Linked DNA regions of Mus musculus: regions 1 and 3 are each linked to region 2. The links are chromatin contacts, called in public promoter capture Hi-C maps. All regions are on one chromosome and are shown on one strand. The core of a region is the stretch at or near the end of the contact, and the rest is flanking DNA. Distances in the headings are between cores, read along the strand shown.

Region 1 (4,027 bases), core at 1,394-3,893, 610 kb after region 2:
AGTGTCCCAGTCAGGGTTTCTGTGCTGTGAAGAGACACCATGACCATGGCAACTCTTATAAAGGAAAGCATTTAATTGGGTCTGGCTTACAGTTCACAGGTTTAGTTTAGTTTAGTTTATCATCAGCATTAGCTTGAAGAAAGACATGCTGCATACTAAGAGTTCCACATCTGGATTCATAGGCAGCGGCAAGAGAGAGTGAACCAGTGATGCATTTCTGCCAAAAAGGCCACATCTATTCCATAAGACCCCACCTCCTAATCCTTCAAATACTGCTACTTCTTATAAGCCTATGGAGGACAATTTCACTCAGACTGCCATATGAGGTCACCTTTCTGACTGCTGCCATTATTGCTTGGCTTTGTTTGTTCAACATAAATTGACTCAAATAGCATGTCTCTGTATTATTTCCTTCCCTTGACAGCTTTGGAATTCAGTTGTATGGTTTCCTGTTATTATTGTGCAGTGTTTTATTATATATCTAGACTGTGACTTATTTGTTTTCCTATTGGCTAGCCTTTGAATTATTTGTGATATTTTGTTGTTATATATTAAACTGATATGAGCAACCTACTCCATTTCTTTTTGTGCTGGTATACAATCTCTGTCTTGGGCACAATTTACTGCTGAAATGACTGGGTTCTAATATAGGCATGTGTGTAGCTTTAGCAGGAACTGCCTGTTTTCCAGTGGAGGTTTACACTGCTGTTCTGGGATTATAATCCTCCCACATGAAAGTGAAATTTTTTTGTGTGCATGCTAACCAGTGTGATTATTTAATGCCCATTCAACATGCTCATTGTTAAATTATCCCTATTGCTATTTTTAGGAATTATTTATATATTCTAAATATAATTTTTTGTCAGGTACTGATATCACTTAGTATCTACAACGAATAATTCCAGAGACTTTTTTTTGTTTGTTTTTTGTTTTTGTTTTTGTTTTTCGAGACAGGGTTTCTCTGTATAGCCCTGGCTGTCCTGGAACTCACTTTGTAGACCAGGCTGGCCTCGAACTTAGAAATCTACCTGCCCCTGCCTCCCGAGTGCAGAGACTCTTTCAAGATACTGAAGTATACAGAGGCTCAAATGTCCCTTATTCAAAGTGGCATACTATTTACATATAACTTGTGCACATCTATACTTTGGACCATCTCTAGGTTATTTACAATGTCCAATACTATAACTATATATATATGTTATACATATATATACTATATACAGTATATGTATGTATACTATATACATATATGTATGTGTGTGTATATATATGTGATGCAGACAGTTGTAGAGTGTTGTTTAGGGAATAATAGCAGAAAAATCTGTACATCACAATACAGATAAAACTACATGGTACAAGAGTGAGCCATTGGGTAAATGACACTCCAGCGATGAGTTCTGAGTGACTGAGATCTGTGGCACAGGGCTCTAGTGAGTGTAGCTGCATACTTCCCCTCCTCCTTTGAGACAGGGTCTCTGTGTAACCCTGGCTGTCCTGGAACTCAGATTCTCTGCCCTCTACCTTCCGAGTGCTAGGATTAAAGGAGTTTACCCGCATGCCTGGGCCCCCCTCTTTTTTTTTTTTTTTTTTTTATTTACATTTTTATTAAATAATATTTGTGACTGGGGATTTTATATATTTTTGCTCCCTCCAAGTAAGACTGTCTACTTGTACTCTGGTTAGGCTATTTTTTAAGACAGAGTATTGTGTAGCCCAGGCTGGCCTCAGTCTTGCTGTGTAGCAGGGAGTGACTTTGAAGTTCTGGTCCTTGGATCACACCTTCTCAGGGTTGGGAATTACCTTTGTTTACCTTACCTGCTCTTTCGTGAAATCTGTAATTAGACTTCTTCTAAGCAGGGAAATTGGAAAACGATGAAGAAATTAGGATGAAGAAATGATGTTTTGTTTTTTCTGATCTTTATACTTCTGCTCTTTCTCCTTTGACATACTGCTCTATAATAGACCCAAGTTCAGTGCCAACAGCAGCACGAGCAACAGAAAAAGGAACTGGAAACCCTCCATCAACGGAATATCCACCAGCTACAAAGCAGATTGTCCGAGTTAGAGGCAGCTAATAAAGAGCTCACCGAGAGGAAGTATAAAGGAGACTCGACTGTCCGAGAGCTAAAGGCGAAGCTGGCTGGCGTGGAAGAGGTATCCCGTGCTGGCTGCTGTTGCGGGCTCCCTCGGCTTTAGTGTGGCTACTGTGCTGCTCAGTGGCTGCTGTTCCCTTGGATGCTCTGCACAGAACTTCTGTCCCTACAGTGATCATCTCACTGCAGAGAAAACAGGGAGTGGCAAGTGTGATGACGGAGCTGGTTCAGGACAGCATGGAAACAGACTGGGTATTTTAGTGTGGAGTTGGAATATTCACGGGAGCAGCCCTCAGATCCTTTCAGTTCCTTTTAATATTACTGCAGTGTCTGTGTCTCACAGCGTTGGCAAGTGTAGTCCAGCAGCTCTATGAAGTGGAACGACCAGTGAGGATACTACTGCTAGACAGTAGCTGTTGCTTACTGAGCATGTGCGAGGTAACCACAGACACTGTGGAAGTGACTTCCAGAAATGAACCCCGTATTTAGGTGCCACCCTTAACCTCACTGCAGAGATGCTGAGGCTGCAACACAGAGTTCTGTTGTTACTCGCTTGCTCCAGCCAGGGAAAGAGAGGGGTGTAACCCGGCTGTTGTTTGCCTGTCTTTCTTTCCAGCACACAGAAATGTTTGTTTTGCCCTGCTGGGGTTTAACCCAGGGCCTTCTGCATACTTGGCAAGTGCTCTGCAGTGAGCTTCAAACCTTGCACATCAGAGAAATGTAAACAGTGTTGGTGTTTGCTACAGCACATCTGTGCGTGCCTTGGCACGAGTGATAGTCTCTATTAGTAGAAGTTATTTTCAGATTTATTTGTATGTATTTTGAGACAGGGTTTCCTGTGTCCCCGAGATTGGCTTCAGACTCCTGATCTCAAAGCGGCTTTGCCTTACTTAGTAGGTGGACCAGAGGCCTGTGCCGCCATTTCTGATTTTTGTTTGTTTGCTTTGTTTTTTGAGATAGAGTTTCTGTGTATTCCTGGAAGTCCTGGAACTCTGTAGACCAAGCTAGCTTTGAACTCAGAGATCTGCTTACCTCTAACTCCCAAGTGATGGGATTAAAGGTGTGTGGCACCATGCTTAGCTTGTTTCTGGTTGTTAAGGTCTTTGTGTTTAACAACAGAGATAATCAACATTCTGTTTCATTATAATGTTTAGACGCTAAAGCTCCACCCATTTTATGTGTAGATCCTTGAAACATTCTGCACCAACAATAGCTGTGTGTGTGGATTTCTATCCTATACCCTTCCTGTAGTAGTGCAGCATTTCTGACATCACACTTGGTACCTTAGTAGATCAATGGCTTCATTATAATGCTATATGATTTCTCCCATCTAAATCCCCAAACTAGCTAGTATATTAATAATCTTACTATGTTGTTTGTTTTTGTTTTGGGGATTTTTTTTGGTTTTGGTTTTTCCAGTGAGAGTTTTCTGTGTAGCCCTGGCTGCCCTGGAACTCTGTAGATAAGGCTGGCCTCAAACTCAGAGATTGTCCTTTATCTCTCTCTCTCTCTCTCTCTCTCTCTCTCTCTCTTGAGTGCAGGGATTAAAGGCTTGTGCTGCCACCACCACCTGGCAATTATGTTTTTATATAACCTCATTGTGGTAGTTATCTTTGTACCGGTGACAAAATATTACGTAAACAACTTAAGGGAGAGGCATTTATTTTGGCTCACCATTTCAGAAGCTTCATTTTGGCTGTGCATAGGATTCAGTGCCTTGGAGTTGGGACATGTGGTACTCATTTCACATGGACAGAAAGTGGTTAGGGGAACTGTGACAACACAGTGACATGCCAGGATACATCTCTTGAGGACATGTTTCCAGCGACTTGACTTCCTTTACTAAGCCCCACTTCCACATTTCCACAACCTCCCAATACAGTGCCTCCAGCTGAAGATCCAGCCTGCGGGGACATTTCCTGTTTAAGCTGTAA
Region 2 (3,685 bases), core at 285-2,784:
TGAGGTGGAGAAAAGAATGTCAGACCCTTGAAGCTGGAGTTACAGGCAGTTGTGAGCCACCAGATATGGTGCTGAGAACGAAATCCTGATCCTCTGCAAGAGCAGTGAGCACTCTCAACTTCTGCCCCTCTTTTATCGATTCTTAGAAGGGAATAAAATCTAGAAATGGAGTTAGCACACTTCAGAAGTGTGCTCATTCTGTTATTTGCAGAGCAGTTTCACAAGCCCAGAAGTTATCCCACAGCAAATACTTAAATTCCAGTGACTTTACTTCCTTAGCGACACCGGACTCTCTTCGACCCAAATCTTGACACCATAAAACAAAAACAAACAAACAAAAAAGCCCAAAGGTGACACCAAAGCCTTCAAGTCAAAATGGCATTCTCAGAAAACTGTATGGGATTTTCTACTGCAGTAAAGATACAAGGAAAATCCTAAGACAGTTTCACTGGAAAAGAGAATGGCATATGCTTTGCCAACGGTCTCTTCACAAACCTCTTCAAAAGTCATTCAAAGGCAATCATAAATTTAACAGGGCCATTCAGATCTTTCTCTCTCAGAATCTTAGGAGTGAAATCCAAAAAAAAAAAAAAAAAAAAAAAAAAAAGCCACACCCACAGGTAGGTTAGCTAACAGGATCCTCTCATTTTTCCTGAGGCATAGCTAAGGCAAGCTGTTAAAGAGATTCATTGCATCTGCCAAATAAAAAAGTAAAAAAAAAATATGAGGAGGGGGCCTGTTTGTCAGTTCTGTTTAATGGAGTTGCAGGAAATGAGAGTCCCCGATCTTAGAACTGCAGCCCTTCCCTTTTGGTGAGAGTACGCTGAGAGCAACTCAGCAAAAGTGGTAGTGGCAAAGGTAAGACGTGAACCTGCCGGTAAGGAGCTACGTGGCACTAAGCAAATAGTGGCTTGTCTCCCTCACCCTCTGCTTCCGCCCCAATCATCTTCCCCTTTGGTTACCAGTTGCTCCAGATGCCGTAGAGTAGTTCCACAAAAGCGAAAGAGAGGTTCAGGCACAGGAAGAAAAACAGGTTCCGGGATGTCTTGTCCGACAGGATGGACCTGGGCACGATACAGGTGATCAGAAGCAAGCAGGAGCCAAGGGGGTTGCGGGGACCCCTCAAAACCCACCCAGTCCGCATGCTCGTTCCACCACAGCAGGAGGGTGACGCTCCCATGCTGGACCTCAGGCCATCCTTAGCACCCAGCTTTGTCTCAGCATCCCGGGCAGCCCCCTCCCAGCAATCACAGCACCCCGCACCTAAACCAGCCTGAGATCTTGCCGAACAGATTGAACTTGGGTGGTTTGTATTCATCATCCTTGATGGACAGGGGCAACATCTTCTCCACCCGGCGAAGGGCCGGGTCTCCGTCCCTCTAGAAGTGACTCGGTATGGTGGCGGCAGTGACAGCGGTGACGCTTCAAACGCGGACCCCAAAGCGCTTGACCGCCGCGGCACCGCCGCGAGACACAGACACAGACACACACCCGGGAATTCGAGGACTTCCGGCCCGGGCCGCGCAACGCGTCCTGGGACGGGAAAGCGGGAGGCGGGGGCGGGGACTCCGGCAGGGGAGGGGCTTACGGGGAGGAGGCGGGGCTTGGGGGCTGCGGAAAGTCCGAGCTGAAAGCTTGGGGATCTATCTCTAGCTGAGCTAGGGGTCCTATCTCCTGAACTCACGAAAGATACCCCTGCTGGCTCTCTGCAGACGTGGCTGACTGGTTCAGGGCCCGCTGTCACCCACCCAGATCGCCCATCACTATCGTCCCCGGATGCAGTGCAGCCCGCTCCTGCTCCTTCAGCATTAACCCCCTAAAGGACCTCAAATCCCCGCTGTGCCTTAGGCAGCATCACTGAAAAGCCCAGGCGGCCACGTGCTGCGCCGCCACTGCACGGGATGTGCGAGAATGGCTTCCCGAGGTCAACGCTAAGGGAGTCCACCCCCACCCGCGGAAACCGTCACGCGGGACGCGATCGTTGAGTGCTTTGCAAAAGAAACACTTAAAGGTATTTTAAAACGTCCTTTAGGAAGAGGGCCATAGACTATGGCCTTGAGGTCCGCTTCTTGCTGTTTCTCCCCTGCAACCTCATTCGGTTGTAGCCCTGAAGGCAACCGCAGACAGGTTCCTTTAGCATCCTTGTCACCCCCAAGACAGTAGCTGTCACTATGGTCCATTTCAGGAGGTGCAGATACAAGCCTGTTGGGTGGGAGGCTGGGGATGAGCCTTGTGGGCCTGGGCTGGCTAGAGAGACACTCTCCAGCATCTTTCTAGGGGATTGTTTAGACAAGGTCAGCTGGCCGATCACGTGAATGATTAAAAGTTATTACCTAGAAGGGGAAACCCGGAAAGGGGGTCTGGTTTGGGGAGGTGGCTTGGAAACTACAAAACCGAGCTTCTTGGGAAAGCCTTTTTGCCTAACAGGAAGTGGAGCGTCACCCAAAGCGAGGGAGGGGTGGCCACTCAGGAACTGTCCCCTGCTCCAGGCACTCACTTTGCAGGCGGCGCATTTCCTAGGTTATCAATTGGACGGGCAGAGAGGTTGGAAGCCCGGTTTAGGAAAGGGGTGGAAAAGAGGCAAGCAAAGGAGACTCTCCTTTCGATTTATGCTAACCAAGCTGCAAATAAACCCGCTGGCCCCGCTGCAATCTTCTGCACTAGAGGTGAGGCAACTGTGAAATTCTCTTTCATTGATTTTATCTTTCCATTTGGGACCTCTGCTTGTTTTGCCCTCGTTCTTGGAACTTTGTGGGTAGGAAGGATTTATTCTGTAATTTAGATTTTTGAAAATAGATCTTGATTTTTTTTTAATGTTCCTCTTTAAAAACTGCTGGTAACAAACGGCTTGATTCTATAAGTTCTAGGACAAACATGTCTCTTTTGTCTTTGCCTTTCTTGGACCATTATTGTCATGTAAGCAAATATTCTCAATTAGTAGCATTTACTTTTTAAAGGCTACTCTGTTGTTGTTGTTCAGAGCAGTTTTTCAATTCTACCCTACTGCATTGCTGAGGAAGCCAGAACTGACTGCAGACGAGGTCGTTTAAGGCAAAATAGCTATTGCAATTGATTTTTTCCCCCTTGAAGACTGCTTTATTTAAGTATGATGGTGGGGATGGTATATCAAAATAATCAAGTTTCAGCAATGGATTTCCAGCCTTCTCATTAAGGTCACCTGCAATTTGAGCCTATGTGGTTTTTATCCTGCCTTTGGAAATAAATTCTGTATTCCATCTTGCACTGTTGTAAATCCGAAGTTGCTTAGCTGGCATAGATAGGGAGGAACCCATATTACCTGTTATTGAATAGTTTTGAAAGGCATTAAAGAAATTTAATTTCAGCTTTATCAGTTTCCTAGATTTGTTACGATATAAGGTAGATCTGCTCTTGAAGATCTTCTCCCTTCTGACTGTGGCCATGCTATTTTTTAATCCTTAGCCCTGGACAGCATAAAGGCCAATCAGCGTTAAAGGCATTTTCGTTTGCAGTATAAAGGACAGAAGGACACTCTTTAAACCAGGAAAAGTTGTTTCTACTGTGCCTCACTTCTTTTTGTAATCTTTAAATAATATCTATCCTGTTCATGTTAACCTACACATAGGTTAACATATGTCCCACATGTTAACACACGTCCCACACGTCAAAATAGAACTCAGTTATCATTTGGAGATTATCTTGTATG
Region 3 (3,975 bases), core at 724-3,223, 850 kb after region 2:
GAGTCTAATTACAGTCAAAGAAAGCGAAACCACTATCTTGGAGTAACTGTCTCTCAGGCTGGGATGAATGAATATATTCTAAGGAGATATTAATACCTCTTTTTTCGGCGATCATGATATTGAAATTCTCTCCAGGAATATCCTGCAAGGAGCTGAAACGGCTGTAAGCTCTGGGGACCTCCAGAGGAGGAATTTGTCAGAACTTTTCAGATGACCTTGCAAGAGATACCTGGAGCTGAGACAGTGGTGTGTCACACCACACCCTAGCTGACTGCTTGCTTAGTTATGTTTATGTGTATTTTCTTCTATTTGAACAATAACCTTAAACTGAGAAGACAGACACGTGTGTGTGTGTGTGTGTGTGTGTGTGTGTGTGTAGTGTATGTGTGTGCGTGTGTGTAGTATGTGTGTGTCCAGACTTCATTTTTCTTCCTTCCTCATGGTAGTCAACCACATGAAATAAATCTCTCCTTTTATTTTTCTTTTTTTAGTTAGGCTTTTAAAATTGGATTATGGAGGATAGGTGGCCAACCATGGCTTATAGGGGTCCTAGTTGAACCCCAAGTCTGTGGTTTTGAGCTGAAAAAATCAGTTGACTTAGTTGAAAAGTTTTAATGCCCCAAGCTGCTTTAGGTTGGAAACAAGATTTGGGCTCTCATTACTTAAAGCCCCCCTTTTAATTTTCTGGGGCGGTGGCTGCTGCGGGGGTGGGGCGGGTGGGGTTGAGGGTGGGGCGTTTGTTAAATGTTAACAGTTCTTCCTAGGCCGTTCAGAGGTGGGTGTTCTTTCCTATCTCTTCTTTTCAAATGGATCTAAAGAATTTACTGGTGTTGCGCAATGGGTAACCACAGGTCAAAGCCTGCCTCACGATCCTTCCCCCAACCCACACGTCCTCCCAAGTTAGGACGACGTGGTTAACATTTTTCAGATATAGATTTTTTTCCCTAGCACTGAACATGTTCTTTTGCAAAATAATGCAAGGCACAGACTAAAAAGAGACAATGGGAAGCCACAGCCACACGCATTTCAAGTTGTACTTTACAAAAAGAAATCTCGAAAGAGTCCTTTCAACTTTTATAATTTGTGCACTTTGGGTGGTGGTAGTGCAGACCTTTAATCCTGGCAATGTGGAGGCAGAGGCAGGAGGATCCCTGTGAGTTTGAGACCCGACTGGTCTACACAGCTAGTTCTAGAACAGCCAAGGCTACACAGAGAAACAGTGTCTCACACCCCCCCCACCAAAAACAAAACAAAACAAAACTGTGCGCTACGATTTCTTTACAAAATTTTGTAGGTAACTAAATAGTATGTGGAGTGCTGCTAGATTTAAGAAAAAAAAAAAAAAAAAAAAAAAAAGGGTGGGGTGGGGAGAAGGACTAAAGCTGGGAGTGGTGGTCCACCCATTTAACCCAGAAGGCGGCAGAGGCACAGCTAAGGCTGCTGCACAGAGAAACCCGGTCTCAAAACAAAAACAAAGGGGGCGGAGGTGGTCCTGTAAATTCTCACGGTGAACTTCAATTCTATATTTAGCCAGTCATTAAAAAGCAAACCAAACCAAGCCATCAGCATGCCTGTGGTACTGCGTACTTCAGTACTCACACTGCTAACTGAAATTGCAGTGGAACTGGGTATCCTACTTATTTGCTGAATATGGCTACCTCGCTCAGGCAGGAGGAGCAGGTGCCTTTGTCTTTGAGTCACAGGCAACAGGTATGCATTCAAATAGGCTGGTAGAGAAAACCAAGGAAAGTGTAATTTGCTCAGTGCAACAGTAGCTAGTGAGTTAAAAACACGCAGAGCGTTTTTATTTTTTAGAAACAGAACCCTTCTAGTTTCACATGTGCAGTCCTAAAGCCCATCCCGGGCTCGGAAACCAGGTAGGGCAGCTTGGGTCGCCAGCCTTCCCTGCCGGTTTCCCAGTAAGCTGGCTCCGCCTAGTTGCAGCTCCGCGGTACCCGCCGGAGCCAAGCCGGAAGTTGCTCAGGCTGCCTCTGCTGCTCAAGGTAAGAGCCCGTTCTGTTTAGTTTTCTGTGTCAAGACTCTTGGTAAAGCTTATAAAAATCAGAGCTAGCTGGGCGACGGCGGCGAGAGCAGGCACCTTGCGTGGTCTGGCAGTCAGGAGGCTGGAGGAGGGCTGCGCTCGCCGGCAGGGTTGTCTTGATCTGTCTAGCGATTTAGTTTCCCAATATGCCTCGTGACTTTGACTAAAGAGCCCTAATCCCCAAAATGGGGTAGTTGTAAGGACAGACGAGCATGAGGGCCCGAAAAGTATTGACTTTAATTTGTGCTCCATAAGAAAAATTGAACAACGGAAACTTGACTTTTGCATTGAAACCTAATGTCATAGTTTGCCCATGTGCGAGTTACTCGTGTGTGTGTGTGTGTGTGTGTGTGTGTGTGTGTGTGTGTGTTCTTATGTCTGTGCATGTCCAGCAGCCTCTTCTCTTCTCCTTTCTTTTCTTTCCTTTCCTTTTTTTCTCTTCTCTTCTCTTCTCTTCTCTTCTCTTCTCTTCTCTTCTCTTCTCTTCTCTTCTCTTCTCTTTTCTCTTCTCTTCCTCCTCTTCTCGTCTCGTCTCGTCTCGCTCTTCTCTTCTCTTCTCTTCTCTTCTCTCCCTCTCCCTCTCCCTCTCCCTCTCCCTCTCCCTCTCCCTCTCCCTCGCTTTTCTTTCCTTTCCTTTTTTCTTTCCATAATGTCTAAGGTCAAAGGGAAAATTTCAACTAACAAATGTGCTTTCTGGAATTTCTCCTAACATAGCTAAACTTTAAACTTTCAGTTCAGCTACAGGTATGTAAGTCTGCAATGGTGGAGGAAAATGTGATACAAGTTTCTATTAGCTAATAGTACATTTCTAAGAAAAGAACACTTACTTCAGGTTGGTACAACTAGGCAAGATTCCAAGGAAAGAAGGCTATTTTATCCGGAGCCCTGGCTTAGGATCTCATTAAGTAGCCTTAGCTGTCCTGGAACTTTCTCTATAGAACAGGTTGGTCTCAAACTTACAGAGATCTGCTTGCCTCTGCCTTCTGACTACTATGATTAATAGTGTGTGCCTGGTTAGGTGTTTTATTTAATTCTTACAAAGTAGTTTTTTTTTTTTTTTTTTTTTTTTTTTTTAAACTGGTACTGCCTCCAAAAATAAGAAGCCTAAGTGAGAGTGAGAATAAATAATTTGCTCTGGGTCACAACAGTGGTCCCTGACAGGTGATAATGGGTAAATGGATCAAGGTAGGGGAGATGTTCAGAGAACCTGATGACCAGAGTGCAACCCTTAGGTTGTACATGATGGAAGGAGAGAACTGACTTCTGCTAGCTGTCCTCTGACCTCTACGGCATGCCGAGGCAAGTGCAATTTAAAAACAGAGGACCAATTCAAACACAGAAATACCGTACAGTTTAATGTCGTGGTCATAGAGGATAGTGGTTGAGGACATTTACACGGACATTGCAAATTGTAGGTGTTTTAAAACAAAAGTAAAAAAAGGGAAACATGACAGTGCTTGAAAAGAGGAGCCAAATCTAATTCTTGTGTGAGCAATTTAATGCACTTCTTTTTTTCTTTTCTTCTTTCTTTCTTTCTTTCTTTCTTTCTTTCTTTCTTTCTTTCTTTCCCTCTCTCTTTCTTCTTCCCCTCCCCTCCTCCCCTCCCTCCTTCTCTTTCTCTCTCTTTCTTTCTTTCTTTCTTTCTTTCTTTCTTTCTTTCTTTCTTTCTTTCTTTCTTTGATTAATTTATTGAGAGGTGTTGCTATGTAGCCCTGGGTGTCCTGAGCTTGCAGAGACCCATCTGTTTCTGCCTCCCAAGTGACAGGACTAAAGGTGTGCCATCAACTTAATGTATGTCTCAATCGTTATATAATTTTATAATGTATACTTGTAGTATTTTTTTTTTCTAAATTATAAATTGTCAAACCTGTGAAGAATTTAGTAAGGAATAGAGTTATCATAAATGCTGGGTGGGTCCTGAATGTAGGGCGAGA

What was found. Promoter capture Hi-C pulls out the DNA fragments that hold promoters and counts their contacts. Capture Hi-C pulls out chosen DNA fragments and counts their contacts.
Region 1: a promoter capture Hi-C map of second pharyngeal arch cranial neural crest shows a contact between it and region 2. The contact joins the promoter of Trmt13 here to the promoter of Slc30a7 in region 2. A contact is called at or near these places in 9 of 39 promoter capture datasets (cranial neural crest, hematopoietic stem and progenitor cells, hippocampal neurons and 5 more), 8 of 115 datasets of contacts at active chromatin or transcription factors (bone marrow-derived dendritic cells, bone marrow-derived macrophages, embryonic hindbrain and 5 more) and 1 of 9 other capture datasets (adipose tissue).
Region 3: a contact with region 2 is called in a promoter capture Hi-C map of adipose tissue, with 4 times the contacts expected there. The contact joins the promoter of Frrs1 here to the promoter of Slc30a7 in region 2. A contact is called at or near these places in 9 of 39 promoter capture datasets (the 3T3-L1 cell line, HPC-7-derived erythroid cells, the SN4741 cell line and 5 more), 1 of 484 Hi-C or Micro-C datasets (macrophages), 12 of 115 datasets of contacts at active chromatin or transcription factors (the 230-238 cell line, T-cell acute lymphoblastic leukemia, bone marrow-derived dendritic cells and 8 more) and 4 of 9 other capture datasets (adipose tissue, liver, macrophages and 1 more).

What each region holds. Positions count from the first base shown.
Region 1 is chr3:116,611,944-116,615,970 of GRCm38.p6, forward strand. It overlaps Trmt13 (tRNA methyltransferase 13), which reads right to left and starts at 2,644. Exons shown (of 12, transcript NM_030016.3): 1 at 1,816-2,644. Sass6 (SAS-6 centriolar assembly protein) reads left to right here. Exons shown (of 17, transcript NM_028349.3): 8 at 1,963-2,154.
Region 2 is chr3:116,005,872-116,009,556 of GRCm38.p6, forward strand. It overlaps Slc30a7 (solute carrier family 30 (zinc transporter), member 7), which reads right to left and starts at 1,535. Exons shown (of 11, transcript NM_023214.7): 1 at 1,264-1,535; 2 at 963-1,064. The coding sequence starts at 1,343. It overlaps Extl2 (exostosin-like glycosyltransferase 2), which reads left to right and starts at 2,426. Exons shown (of 5, transcript NM_001163514.1): 1 at 2,426-2,666.
Region 3 is chr3:116,859,707-116,863,681 of GRCm38.p6, forward strand. Frrs1 (ferric-chelate reductase 1) reads left to right here and starts at 1,974. Exons shown (of 17, transcript NM_009146.3): 1 at 1,974-2,003.